Linked DNA regions of Zea mays: region 2 is linked to region 1. A link is a contact called in public Hi-C data. All regions are on one chromosome and are shown on one strand. Each heading gives the region's core, a stretch centred on a gene start, on an enhancer-like site or on the middle of the called end of the contact. The rest is flanking DNA. Distances are from core to core; before and after follow the strand shown.

The links. A called contact is a pair of places that touch in the nucleus more often than the background predicts.
Region 2: a contact with region 1 is called in a Hi-C map of ear, with 2.4 times the contacts expected there. The contact joins the promoter of LOC103643973 here to the promoter of LOC100275716 in region 1. A contact is called at or near these places in 2 of 25 Hi-C or Micro-C datasets (ear and tassel).

What each region holds. Positions count from the first base shown.
Region 1 is chr1:280,050,617-280,058,228 of Zm-B73-REFERENCE-NAM-5.0, reverse strand. It overlaps LOC100275716, which reads right to left and starts at 1,756. Exons shown (of 2, transcript XM_008667143.3): 1 at 1,577-1,756; 2 at 1,015-1,381. The coding sequence starts at 1,631. The coding sequence ends at 1,170.
Region 2 is chr1:280,276,577-280,283,177 of Zm-B73-REFERENCE-NAM-5.0, reverse strand. LOC103643973 (glycerol-3-phosphate acyltransferase RAM2) reads left to right here and starts at 1,799. Exons shown (of 2, transcript XM_008667146.1): 1 at 1,799-2,850; 2 at 2,974-3,673. The coding sequence starts at 1,834. The coding sequence ends at 3,492.

The DNA of each region.
Region 1 (7,612 bases), core at 507-3,006:
TTCCCAAAAATGCCATAGTATACTGGAAGACGTTTTGTGTTGCTAACTTGCTACCCGGCCCGGTCACCTAGTCAGGTTGAAACAGGGTAACGAGATAAATGCGGCAACACAATGCATGCATTTTTTTTTCGCAATGGTGCTACCTTTGTTAGTTTATCTGGCTTATATATATGTCATCCTAAACTCAGGGAATTTCTGACAAAAACCTATGTCTCAATTTATATACACGTTTGAACATTTGTCATGACATATATATAAGCCAGAGATGACATATATAGCAGCTTTATGAAAATAGTTCGTGCAGTATCATATGGTTTGACTCCACCCATAACATATGCAGAATTGTAGATATAAATACTATCCTGTTGGTATTTACTACCTTGCCTAATATTCCATTCTCTTCACTCTTCATACTTAGCTAAATTCCATCGATTTCGCGGCACTTGGGGCTGGTTCAAAATTAAAGTAGCTGCTATTCTACTTACTTATCCTTACCAGGCAATTTCCTTTGCTCTTACTCTTACTTATATTCTCATAAACTCCATAAGTATATTCTACCTTCTCATTGAACATATCGATTGAAGGTTTTTGTAATCTGCATGCAGGTCATCCGTGCCCGCTTGCAGGTTTCATTTTTCAGACTTTTCATGCCCATTCTATTTTTTAAATTTTATTTTCTCGGAGTTTTGATGACTTATAAACGTGTGATTTTTCAGCAACGGCCTGGCACCGATGGTACTCCAAAGTACTCAAATAGCTGGCATGTAGTGAAGGAAACTGCAAAGTAAGACTTCAGTGGCGCTGCTTCAATTATGTAATGTTCAGAATAGCAAATACTATACCAGACTTTTTCTTAGTCGTTTGTAGAAGGACTTGATGCTTCTAGTATGAAGTAGATGTGCTTGCCTGACTTTCCGAAGTTTGCGCCTACATTTTTGCTTATTAATTGTCTACAGTCTTCATTTCAGCAATTAGCATATTGAGGAACCATGGAATCTATTTATAGAAGAGTAGTTAAGGCTAAAGTGTCTTTAAAACACAACAGAGAAATAGTTTTATTGCAAATTATTTGCGCATCACCCGGTCGTTTCAGCACAACTGTTACTATTCGACAGCGTACAGCTTGAAGCATTATTATTGTCGAAGACTGGTCGAGATCGACTAGCTAGCTATCCCTTGTTGCTGCGGCTGCAGTTGTAGGTGGAGCCGGACTGGAGGTGGAGAACGCAGTTCCGGCCGTTGTCGGGCGCGCAGACGCAGTCGCACCCGTCCAGCTGCTTCCCCGGGTAGTTGTCGCAGGTGATGTAGCCGCCCTGGATGCACCGGAGCGTCGAGCAGTCGGCTGCCATGCTTCCTCCGACCTCGCCGAGCACGACGAGCGCTGAGCGAGAACAATAGAGATCGATCGATTCACACACAGGTCATCAGAACGTACACTGCTAGCTAGCTTCAAGAATGTCCAATTAATGAGAAACATGCGTGCGCAAGAATAGTCTGATGATCCGCGCATGCATCACTGATCACGCGAGTCTCGAACTCGATGGATCGATGCATGGAACCGAGCATATATACGTACCGGAGAGGAGGAGGACGAAGGCGAGGGAGAGCTTAGTGGAGTCAGCCGCCGCCATGGTTGTCCCGGCCGTGACCCGTGTGTGAACTGCGAGAAAGATTTGATTTTTCTGTGAGCAAGGCGGACCAGCTGATTGGCATTATATTACCAGCTGAGTGCTGAGCTGACGGCGTATGCGTCTTCACTCTTCAGCTATACTGTCCGGACATATACGCATACGCCGCTTCCTCTGACCCGCCGAATCCGTATCGTACCTGACGTAGCTTTCGTCTTCCTAATCCTTAGAAAGACGGGCAGATGATGACCGTTTTTTCTTTTTTTATAAAGGAAGATTTTAATAATAATTTCAAACGAGGGATACAAGTTTTTGAAATTTCTTTCAGCTTAAGAAGCACCCTAGCTTAAAGACAAATCAAGTTGATAATCCCGCACTCTAACGGTAATCAATTCGCCAGGCTAGATCCTCATCCACGAGCCCGAGAAAAAAAAGTCTATGATCACCTGCAGCAAATACTGCGGGCATGTACAACCTAGACACTGTTGCACAGTACTCTAATTATAAGACACAACTAAAACACAACATAATACAGTGGTCATGTCTAAAACATGTATCTTACCATATTCATTGTACCAATTAGAGAATTCAATAAATTAAAGTGACCAATCAGCTAGTCTCCTGTCTCGAACATAGAGCTAAGACACTATGTCTTTGTCAAGATACATATCTCGAGTTTTTTTACATTCACCCACTAAACACACTGTAAGACATAACTTAAGACACCCATTGTACATGTCCTGTGTAGCCTCTACAACTATAGGTCGCAACTCATCCACCTCCTATAAAATAGCATATGTTCCAATCAAGCGTGCAATGCAATTGTGTTGTCTTGTTTGGTTCAAAAAATTTAACGCAAATGATAATGGTTTCGGCTCGATTAGTGGCGGTAACAAATTTGAATAGGCTGATATCAAATTTTAATGTGGTATCTAATTACGGTTGGACTAAAACAAACATGATTTAACGTTATCTGTTATCTATTAAATTACAAATATATGAACTAAACTACACCTTAAAATTCCTTTGCATGCGGCCGGCTCTCGCCATTTTTCTGCATGTCGTCGAGTTGCTTCTTTGGACTTTTGCATGCGCGACGCGGCGCAGAGTTGGCAGCATCAGCTGCATGTGGCACACATTCTCGAGTCCTGCGTGCGACCGCTTTTATTTCGCTGCCAACGTAGACCACTCCCATCGTTCAAAGTGGCGATCGAGTCAACAGTTTCACACTGAATCTGGTGAGCACGGCACTGTTTCAATGTTTCGGTCATTCATTAGCATTCATTCGGCTACTGGCCATCGTCCACGCAAGTTGCGTTGCTGCCCTGCCAAGAATCCAGATGCATGCGTAGCCTGAGCTCGTGCAACTGGCGGCCAAGTGATGTGTTCTATTGACGAGGTGAAAGGGTAGCTGCCCCTGCCGGCTGCCGATGATGTGTTCTATTGACACCAGCGCTTGAATCCATCCATAATGCAAGAATGTGAATCCATATATGCAACATGCCTGCGTATAATTTCAAAAAAAAACTAAAACTTCTACATAATGTTTTAACGGGGTTTTCACGATTGCAGAGAAGTGATGGTTTGTTTGTACTGAATATCTTATTTAATTTCTCGCGATTGTCATGCGTGACATCACACATCTCACCTGTTGCATCGAAGCAAACAGCACACTTGTTTTCGAATTTCGACTCCTTTTATCCCCTCGATTGAAACAAAAGCGAGCAAGTCATACATGGTTCACACTGCTGCAGTTACTTAGTTCACTGGTGATATGTTATTTAGGGTCTGTTTGGTTGGGCTGTGAATGTGGAAAAAACTGTTGTTACCTGGGAACTGTGGGAAAAACTCCTGTGGGCGGTGAGCTGTTAAAAAGCTAAAACCCGTTTGGTGGAAACCATAAAAACCATTAAAAGTTTTTCGATATATGTTTTCACAGTTCTATCTGAAAGCCACTAAAAGCAGGTCCAAGTATGTTTTTAGTTTTGCACCGCGAGAAAGTCGGCTTTTAGAAGAAAAAAAAAGTTGCTTCTTGGATCCATCCCTTTGGTTTGGCTTTTGGCTTTTAGGGGACAAAAGCCAACACCGAAAGCCAAATCAAACACACCCTCAATGTCATTTTATTCATATCAACTAAGGCGCACGCGGTCGTTGTGTTAGCTGCGACATGATCGCCGTCTCGCCTCGTCCACAGACCACCTAATTGGTTACCCGTACCATTTCATTCTAAATCATTGCGTGCGTTGACTTTGACTGAACGTCTGTTTGGTTGACTGTACGCAAGGAACGGTAACTACATTAGTAAATATAAAATAAGTCATTCTAAGATCATTCACCTGTATCTACACATACGTCAGAAATGACCATACATGGCCAGCTGGCTCAACCAATCAGACGCAGAGTCCTCGGGTCCATCCGTCCAAGGCTCCGGCCGGCCTACGCGTGCGGCGTGCAGCTCAACCTATCGTCGGTGCGCAGGAGGTGGAGCACGCAGTTGACGCCGTTCTTGGGCGCGCTCCGGTAGTCGCACCCCTCCAGCTGCTTCCCCGGGTAGTTGTCGCAGGTCTGCACCGCGCACGCCGCCTCCGTGCCGCACATCTCCCCCAACACGAGGAGCCCTGCTGACATATGCCAGTAGTAGAAAAAGAACTCTAAACTAGCGGTACATATAAATTTTTATTGACAGCTTCAGTTATCGTGCGTCATTGAAAATAAACAGATGAGACCGGCTTAAGTAACCGTTAATGAAACATATTTGCACCGACGGTTCACTTAACATAACCGTCAACGAAAAGGATCTGATTCCACTGGCGGATCACTTAACACAGTCGTTAGTGGAAAGGGGCTATTTTCACTCCGCCAGTGAAAATACAAGGGGAACATGGTCTTATTAGTTGTTGTTTTGGACAAGGTTGAAACCAAACTTATAAAATTTTGACTACAAATAACTATTTTATTATTTAGTTTTAAAACCTAATATTTATATGCACCGATTTGTCTTAAAAATACTTTTATAAAAGAATAAATGTATTAAAAGTTTATTTGCATTTTAATAAAAAACATTGGTCAAAGTTATATTTTAGAGACCATGTCGTTATCCTAAACGACAATTAATAGTACACCAGAGGGTGTACATTACATCATAATACTAGAGAGTAGTACCACAATACATTACAACACAAATCATATTCATCTAACTACTTCATTACATCCACTGAGGAACATCACACTACCCACACTTGTTGAATCACAAATTCTAAAAATAGCTCCATTATAGGTTCCTTTATCAATAATCTTGTACAATTACAAAACTGTTAGTAATTTGTGCAAACGGACCAAATACGAAAACAAAACAGACTTAACTTCACTAACACTACTACTTGTTGACTACAACGATACTTCAGCAGCGATCCAATCTTTCACTAATGTCATTTCTTGACTTGTATTAACACTCACCCAATCTGACACATCGTAATCAGCTTGGCCATGCGAACTACTCCTTGATCCTCCTAAGTGACCTCGGTCCAACAAATAGTTGTGTAAATCAAAACAGGCAATTACAATCTTCACTTGCCTTCTTCTTTCGTACATTGGGAGTCCTCGTAGCACATGCCACCTTGATTTGAGAAGTCCAAAATCTGAAAGCATCTAGGCCCCTGGTTGGTTTTAGTGATTAATGACAACGTAATATTATATGTGACTAACGTGTGTTTTGCAGAGACAAATGGTAAGTTAGGTCACATGACAGGTAAAAGCACTACAATGTGAAAGCAATCCCGGAGATAAGAACTCGAAGCGATGGCTAAAACGACGGAACAAAAGGTGAAGGTCTACGGAGTCCGAGTGTCAAGGAGATGTGGACACTCGCGATTTAGTTAGGTCTTTTATTCTCTTTTAGCCGTACTATAAAGAGGGGTTGTCGATGAGTAGTTTGACCAAGAGAGTTCTAGTGTAGTGTTGGTGCACAATCACACTCATACACAGTGCTAGGTGTCACTCTAGAACTCACATACAAGTTAGAGCGAAAACCGATTTGAAAATCAGCTGAAAAACCAGACTTAGGGTTTCTGGCTTTGGGGCACCGGACTGTCCGGTGTGCACCGGACTGTCCGGTGCACCCTCTGCCAGGTGGGACCAGGCTGGTTCACAGCAGAGCCTTCCCAGTCGCAGAAACCCGAGAGCGCTGCCTTCGGAGATGAATTTTAGTGGCACACCGGACATCGCACCGGACTGTCCGGTGTGCATCGGACAGTGGACTGTTCACTGTCCGGTGCGCCATGAGTCCAACGGCTCTGTGTCAGAACTAGCCGTTGGAAGTGACCATTGGCGCACCGTTGGCGCACCGGTGGCGCACCGGACTGTCCGGTGCGCCATCGCGCAGCAAGTTTCCTGTAACGGCTAGTTGGTGGGTGAGGGCTATTTATACCCCTTCCACCCACCATACTCAATGTCTTGCACTCCACATTTATTCCAGCACCTTGGTAGAGTATTGCAAGCACCAAAAGCCTAGTGAGGAGATTAGAGAATCATAATCCGCGCTTGTTCCTCATTAGCGCTAGTGAGAGCCACCTAGAGCACACACCACTTGCATTAGGCTTCTCTTGGTCAAGCGAAAGTCTATGGCTTGTTACTCTTGGTGATCGGCATCACCTAGACGGCTTGGTGGCGTTGGGAGCTCGGTGATCACCGTGAAGATCTTGTTGGTGACCCGACTCAAGTTTGTAAGCGGTCTCGAGGGATCCACCGCGCCGGAGTGGCAAAGGATCATCTCGTAGTGAGCACTTGGTTCTTGCGAGGACCAAGGGGGAGCGATACCCTTGCGCGGGTGCTCCAACGAGGACTAGTGGAGAGTGCCGACTCTTCGATACCTCGGGAAAAATTGGAGGAGTCTTCTAAACTTTGCTTTACATTCCGCACTTAATTCAAGCTATTTACTTTGTGTATTTGTTTAGCAAGTATTTGAAGCATTGTTTTAGCCTTGTTACATTTCTAGTATTATTTTCTTAGTGCTAGTTGTTGGGGTGAAGTTGGGCTCTTGTTTAGCTCTTGCTTAGGTTTTAATTAGTGTTGATTTTTAGAAAAGCCCAATTCACCCCCCTCTTGGGCATCGTGATCCTTTCAATTGGTATCAGAGCCTTGTTGCTCATAGATTAGCTTAACCGCTAGAGTTACGATGTCCGGTGGGGATGGACCTCCTCCCGTTTTTGATGGTGACGATTTTCCTTATTGGAAAATTCGTATGGAAGCATACTTAGAGGCTATAGACATTGGTGTCTATAAAGCCGCCACACAAGGGTTTCCCCAACCTAGAGATCCCACAAATCTTGTAGGTGATGAGTTCAATTATGAGAAATGGAATGCGAAGGCCAAAAACACCCTTTTTAGAGGCCTTTGCAAAGATGTGTTCAATAGAGTTCGGAATCATAAAAATGCTCATGATTTGTGGATGGACATTTGTGCTCTACACGAAGGAACTAGAAGTGAACGTGAGGAAAGATATCACATAGCTATGCGAAAGTTAAATTCTTTTGAAATGCTTGCTAATGAAAATGCAAACGCTATGTACTCACGACTTAATATTCTTGTAGAGGAAGTCAATGGATTGGGGCTTACTCAAATCTCACAACCGGATGTTGTGAGGAAGATTCTCAGTGTCCTCCCAATAGACAAATATGGACACATTGTCACTGTGCTACATCAAATGGATCTTTCGGTTACCACACCTACACAAATTTTGGGAAAGATCAATGCCCATGAAATGTACATGCACATCAACGACAAAGAAGAATCATCTTCCAAAAGAAAGGATTTGGCCCTCAAAGCAAATCATGAAAGAAAAGGAAAAGCAAAAATACAAGTTGAGGAAGAATCCTCAAGTGATGATGACCTTGATGCAAACATTGCCTTGATGGTAAGGAAGACCACCAAGATGTTGAAGAAGCTAAATAGAGAAGGCATCAAATTTGATTCAAGGAAGAAGAAGT
Region 2 (6,601 bases), core at 550-3,049, 220 kb before region 1:
CTAGAATCTAGAGCTATTTTTGTGGATATTCCCTCTCAAACGAAACTTTAGTCTCAAGAGGGTCTTAAAACATGTAAGAGAGTGTCACTTAAGTCCACGAACTTTAAAAATGGATTTTAGGCCTTAAACTTATTGGGGGCTGTATTGTAGCTCCAAGCTAGCCACACATGCGTTACATGTTCATGTGGCATGCCATCATGGCATTTTTTTGCATTTCCTTATTCTCCCATGAATGTCTTTCCTCTTTTCTCATGCCAACCCCATCCTAGTGGATATTGTGACTCCCCTCACTTTGTTGTTGCTTGTGTGTGATGTCATTTCACCCCATCAATGACCAACATCTTGTCATCCATTTTTACACAGGGACGTCATGGGCTACATAGGCAACAAGGCTTCATGCGTGTTAACCTAACATTGTGACCATGATAAGAGTCTAACATAGAGCCATACTAAGTCCTCGAGTGAAGGACACGACATCCCTAGCAACCTCTTGGCTAACTCTTCGAATTAGCTAAGGGCCATACCCATCAGATATGCTCATGAGTACCCTCTAGCAAAAAGGGATAGCTCGACATCCTAAAAGTGGCCTCCTCAAGGAGGCCCATGATATTAGAAGAGCAAGCCCAAGAAGGCAAGTGCCACAGTCTCTCAGGAGCTCGACTAGAACATGGGGATTCTTGTCCAAAGGGGAACCCTAGCCTAGCCTTAGCCCAAGTGAACGTCCCAACATTAGCTTAGGCCCAAAAAAAGCCCCAATCCAAGACCATAATGTCCCTAGAATCTGTTAGCAGCCTAAAGCTTGATAGGCACAGAAGCACTGCATCACCATCTCATTCCACAGTCGTGATACTCCTCCATCATGACCATAGTTAGGGCATGACACATTAGGACAAAGAGGTCCCCAAGCCCATTATCGTAAAATCCAACATTGTAGTTTGTTTTTTTATTAATATAGCAATTATAGATCTTCTTGGGGCATAATATCTTTTTTTGTAATAATGTTGTACTAAGATTGAATAGAAGATTATCGCCGGCCCACTTTTTATCCTCTTGATTAATAATAGTATGTGAGATACTGATATTGTTGTAGAATCGTATTGATGTAAAATGGTCGCCGTCAATGCATTAAAAAATTTCACGTAAAATCATTAAGAAGGTTGTTTTAGAAGATGCAAAACCGTTTTGTAACATCTACCGTAAAAGATGATCGACCTTAAATAAAGTGTCTTCAGATTTATAATTGCAATAAAATGCAAAACATGCAAACGCCGGTTGGCAACTACTAGTACTACTGCCACAAGAGTAGTAGTATAGTCTACTAGCAGGAATACCTGAAAGAACGACCCCCCAAATAAATGTTACTGTGAGGGAGCTATTGCCGTTACTTAATCATAGTGCACCAAATTAACCAAACAAACCATAAGTCTCCTTCAACTAGAGACAACAAAATTTCACTCCATGGCGACTATGCCGATGCTCTACACCCATGTAAAACAACGCTACCGGTGGTTCCTAAGAAGCCCTCCCTTGGAGCATTGGAAAACCTTCGCAATTCCCATCGACGTAGTGTGCTTGTTCGCTTCGTGCGGCGCTTTCCTCGGTTTCTTCTATACACTCCACAATTAAGCAATTCTTTTGAATTTCTGTCCTTTGCAGCTCGCTGCTTCTATATAAAGCATGCAGCCATGGAAAAGCGCAAGGTCCGCATGCAAAACACACCAGAAAGCGCGCCAAAGGAGGGGGAGTGGTGTAGTACGCTTGGTGCTTTCTGGTGCGCGCTTAGCAGCTGCCTACCTAGCTAGCTAGCTCCGGACTCCGGAGGGCTTGGAGATCATGGGGGCGACGACGACGGTGATGGCTGCCTCGCCGTTCCCGACGGTGGAGAAGTGCTCCTCTAACGACCGATCGGGCGACACGGTGGTGGCGGACCTGGACGGCACGCTGCTGTGCGGCGCGAGCTCCTTCCCGTACTTCGCGCACATGGCGTTCGAGACCGGCGGCGTGCTGCGGCTGCTGCTGCTCATCGCGCTGGCGCCGCTCGCGGGCCTCCTCTACTACCTGGTGTCCGAGCCGGCGGGCATCCAGGTGCTCATCTTCGCGTCCATGGCGGGGGCCAGGGTCGCGGACATCGAGGCCGTGGCGCGAGCGGTGCTGCCCAAGTTCTACTGCGCCGACTTGCACCCGGAGTCGTGGCGCGTGTTCTCGGCGTGCGGCCGCCGGTGCGTGCTCACCGCGAACCCGCGGATCATGGTGGAGGCGTTCCTCAAGGAGTACATCGGCACGGACATTGTCGTCGGCACGGAGCTCGTCGTGTGGCGAGGCCGCGCGACGGGGATGGTGCGCTCGCCCGGCGTCCTGGTCGGCGAGCAGAAGGCGGACGCGCTCCGGAGGGTGTTCGGCGACGACGCCGCGCCCGAGGTCGGCCTGGGCGACAGGAAGACGGACTACCCGTTCATGAGGCTGTGCAAGGAGGGCTACGTGGTGCCGGCCGCGCCCAAGCTGAGGCCCGTGCCACGCGAGGACCTGCCGAAGCCGGTGGTCTTCCACGACGGCCGGCTCGTGCAGAAGCCGTCCCCGGCGCTCGCGCTGCTCACCGTGCTCTGGATCCCGATCGGGTTCCTGCTCGCGTGCCTGCGCATCGCCGCGGGCGCGCTCCTGCCGATGCGCGTGGTGTACCACGCGTTCCGCGCCCTCGGTGTCCGCGTCATCATCAAGGGCAACCCTCCGCCGCCGGCCAGCCGCGAGACGGGCCAGACCGGCGTGCTCTTCATCTGCTCCCACCGCACCCTCCTCGACCCCATCTTCCTCTCCACCGCCCTCGGCCGCCCCATCACCGCCGTCACCTACTCGGTACGTACTTGTCATGCGACTTGGATGCCGCATGTCATGCAAGTCACATCAAAGAATCCACTGATCAACCAACACCTCACTGATATATATATCCATTTTTTTATGATTTTGATTTCTCAACAGGTCTCGCGACTGTCGGAAATCCTGTCACCTATCCGCACGGTGCGCCTGACCCGTGACCGCGCGGCGGACGCGGCAATGATCCGGCGCCTCCTGACCGAGGGCGACCTGGTGATCTGCCCCGAGGGGACGACGTGCCGCGAGCCGTTCCTGCTCCGTTTCTCGGCGCTGTTCGCGGAGCTGACGGACGAGATCGTGCCGGTGGCCATGGAGAACCAGATGAGCATGTTCCACGGGACAACGGCGCGCGGGTGGAAGGGGTTGGACCCCTTCTACTTCTTCATGAACCCGAGCCCCGGGTACGTGGTCACGTTCCTCAACAAGCTCCCAGCCGAGCTCACCTGCAGCGGCGGCAAGAGCAGCCACGAGGTGGCCAACTACATCCAGCGGCTCATCGCGTCCACGCTGTCCTACGAGTGCACCAGCTTCACCCGCAAGGACAAGTACAAGGCGCTCGCCGGCAACGATGGCACCGTCGTGTCCAAGCCCAACATCGACAAAAACAAGGCCATGGGCTGCTAGCGTAGCACACGTACTGTGGTTTGTGGTGGAAGCCTAATGGGCCTCGGATTAAAAGGCCAATAAGCTGCATCGTACGCAGGCTTCCGTGCTACATGTTTTCGCACGTAGCAGATGCGTGCGTCTGTAATTGTTTTTTTTTTCTGAACCGGAGGGAGGGAGGGTTTTATTAAAACTTCTATTCTCAAATTACATGTGAAAATAAAACCTAAGAGCTAGTTTGGAAACTTAAATTCCCTCTAATATTCCCGGGGATTAGGTGGAAAATTAGCTCATCATTTCCCCCTCAATCTCCAGAAATCCCGAAGAGGATTTAAGTTTCTAAACTAGCCCTAAAAGAAAAAAGAAATGATTTTCTATCATTTTTTCTATTGTTTTCTTCGCTAGTAGCCTTGGTCGATACAATTGATGATATGAATAAAGTCTCGTCGAATATTGAAACAATAATATGACCCTCGTGCCACTGAATCCTCCGATCAACTCCAAAACCTTGTATTTCACAAGATCCAATATTTTGGTTCATCAGTATCATCATCTAGGGTCCTTTTGAGTTAATTGATTGTGATGTTGGAACATATCCTCTTATTAGTAATTCTGGTTTTAAATATTACCTTCATCTGCTTGATGATTTTACTCACTTTCTTGGACTTCTCCTTTGAAACAGGAATCTGATGTTCATGCCATGCTCATTAATTTGCATGCTTATGCTCACACTTAGTTTAATCTTCCAATTAAAATCATACAAGCAGACAACGACACCGAGTTTGTCGACAACAACCTTGGGTGCTATTTTTCAAAATCCTTCTCCTAATTTTTAAATTTCCTTCGAAGAGATTGTGGGGGGCATTGTTGGAGCATGTTGAGCAACATTTATGAGATCTTGTGCATCTTTTAAACCCCTTAGATTTTTCTTTGAGTCTTATGATCCTTCTAACCTCTATATCCATCATAATATTTCTCTTTTTTTCCTTTGACTTACTTCGGTGCTTTGAGTTGCCTGGCTCCCTAACAGTTCCTTAGAGCCAGTGGGAGGGAGGCACTTGTTAGGTACTTGTATTGGTATTGTTTCCATGTTTGGTTCCACTAGGGCCATGACTGCATTTGAATTTAGAAACTTTTTAGCCCAATCAAAAGAGTATGGGTTCAGAAGCAGGCCCATAAAGAAATTGGCCCAAACTTTTGGCACTCTCACCATGTCATCTGCCCCAAACATGGGCACTTCTCCAGCCCAAGTGCTATAACGCTTTCTAGCTAGGTATTCTTCATAGGCTAGGTCAGCATTGTGTAGATTAATTTGTCGCACCAGGCCCACCTGAATGTTATCATCAATCTGCATATTCGCAGCATCTTGTTTCTGGTTTCCCTCCACCTCCTCGTTCCATAGAGGCACGACTGGCAAAGCTATTACTGCCTCAATTTGATCTTGCATTTCTTCTGGTTGTATCTAGGGCTGAGATGGGTTAACAAGCCCATCTAGGAACCCAATAGAATCACCAGAGGATAGGAGATCCTATAGGCTAGACAATTGATAGATGAATCGTTCTTCATTGTTCTCAGCAACATTATCATCATGGGCTTGTACTGGAACCTAAGGAATTATCCATTCATGCCATCATGTATTTGTTTCATTCTCTATATTTTCATTGGTCAGAGGCACCCCTTTAGGTGGAGGCAGGTTAAGGTCAAAATGAGGGTGAACCACTGGCTGGGACATATCAAAGTAACCAATTGGTATCTACGAGCCACCAAAAGGGTAAGGTGATACTGGATCTTCATTTTGTGGTAGTGCTCGAAGCATGGCCTGTTGAACAATCTCACATTGAATTGTCATGATGCTCCATTGAAGCCCTCAACAACCGAGAACACAATAAAATATGGGACTTCTTGTAATGAAGTAGCCCTAACTCGGAATGAAAGCCTTGTCACATTAGATGGATCAGGGTCCCACATAATGGCTCTTCCAAATGAACCGATGGCATTTTGTATATGATCATGTGCCCAGAAATCAAGAGGAAAACCCAGAAGCATAATCCAACATTCATGATTAAAATTCAGAGCCTGCTGATTCCAAGCCTCATTATGTGTGATAACAGTGAATGTGAAACCCAGAGCTTGTTGGGGCCCCAACGCTACTAGATTATATCTATCAAATACATATCTAAATCTTACAAGAGCTTGACCAAGATGAGTTCTTTGGATTGCTCTAACCTGGAGATTTCTGAAACCCACCAAATATTCCTGCACCATTTCTTCAAGAACTTGAAAGTTGACTTCATGCTCTAGGAGAGGATTAACCAAGACTATCCCCCAATCTTCCCGAGTCATCGACTGGGGGCGAGTAGCATCACGTACCATTATTTCTTGATGAGCAACTTGTTCCGCTATGAAGCCTTGGGTAAGAAATGGAGCAGGGTCGACAAAATGATATGCCATCTTTGTGTCCAGTTCCAGCGCTGATTGTTGCCTTGACTACCGACGAGGAGCTTCCTTTGGCGAAAGCGAGCTTGGCATCGACAATGGCGATTGAGTCGGGAAGCGATCGTCGGAGGAGGGTTTGGTAAGGTTTCTAGAAAGTGGAGAAGCACTTCTCAAAGAACACGCCTTGGCGAAATTAGCAAAACTAGTATACCGGGCAACGATGAAGGTCCACATGTCAGCGAGATCGTATTTGTTCTGAACCATGATTATGGCATAGACGACCAGTTGATGTATTTAAAGGAATTTGTAAATGAATCATATTTTTGAGCACTTTTGTGGAAAGCAGTCCATGATATACGCTGATTGCATTCATGATTGTAATTACCCCACACATTGAATGATAAGCATTTCTCTAGCCACTGATTAATAAGAAAATGGACTGAATTTAATTCACTAGCACGCACCTTAGATTTCTGGGAGTCCATTTTGGACCTCCAACACTGTCTTGCAATATTCTTTATGACTGGATATGGGCTAGAATCAAGTGCAACATTATTGCTCATGAATTACCTGTTACGAAAACCCATTAATTGTCTAGAATTTGAATTTTCAAATCTTGAGCCTTTCACAATGAATGATGATTGTGTGTTCTTCGCTAAATTCACAAAGTTATGAAATCTCCCAGAGAAAGGTG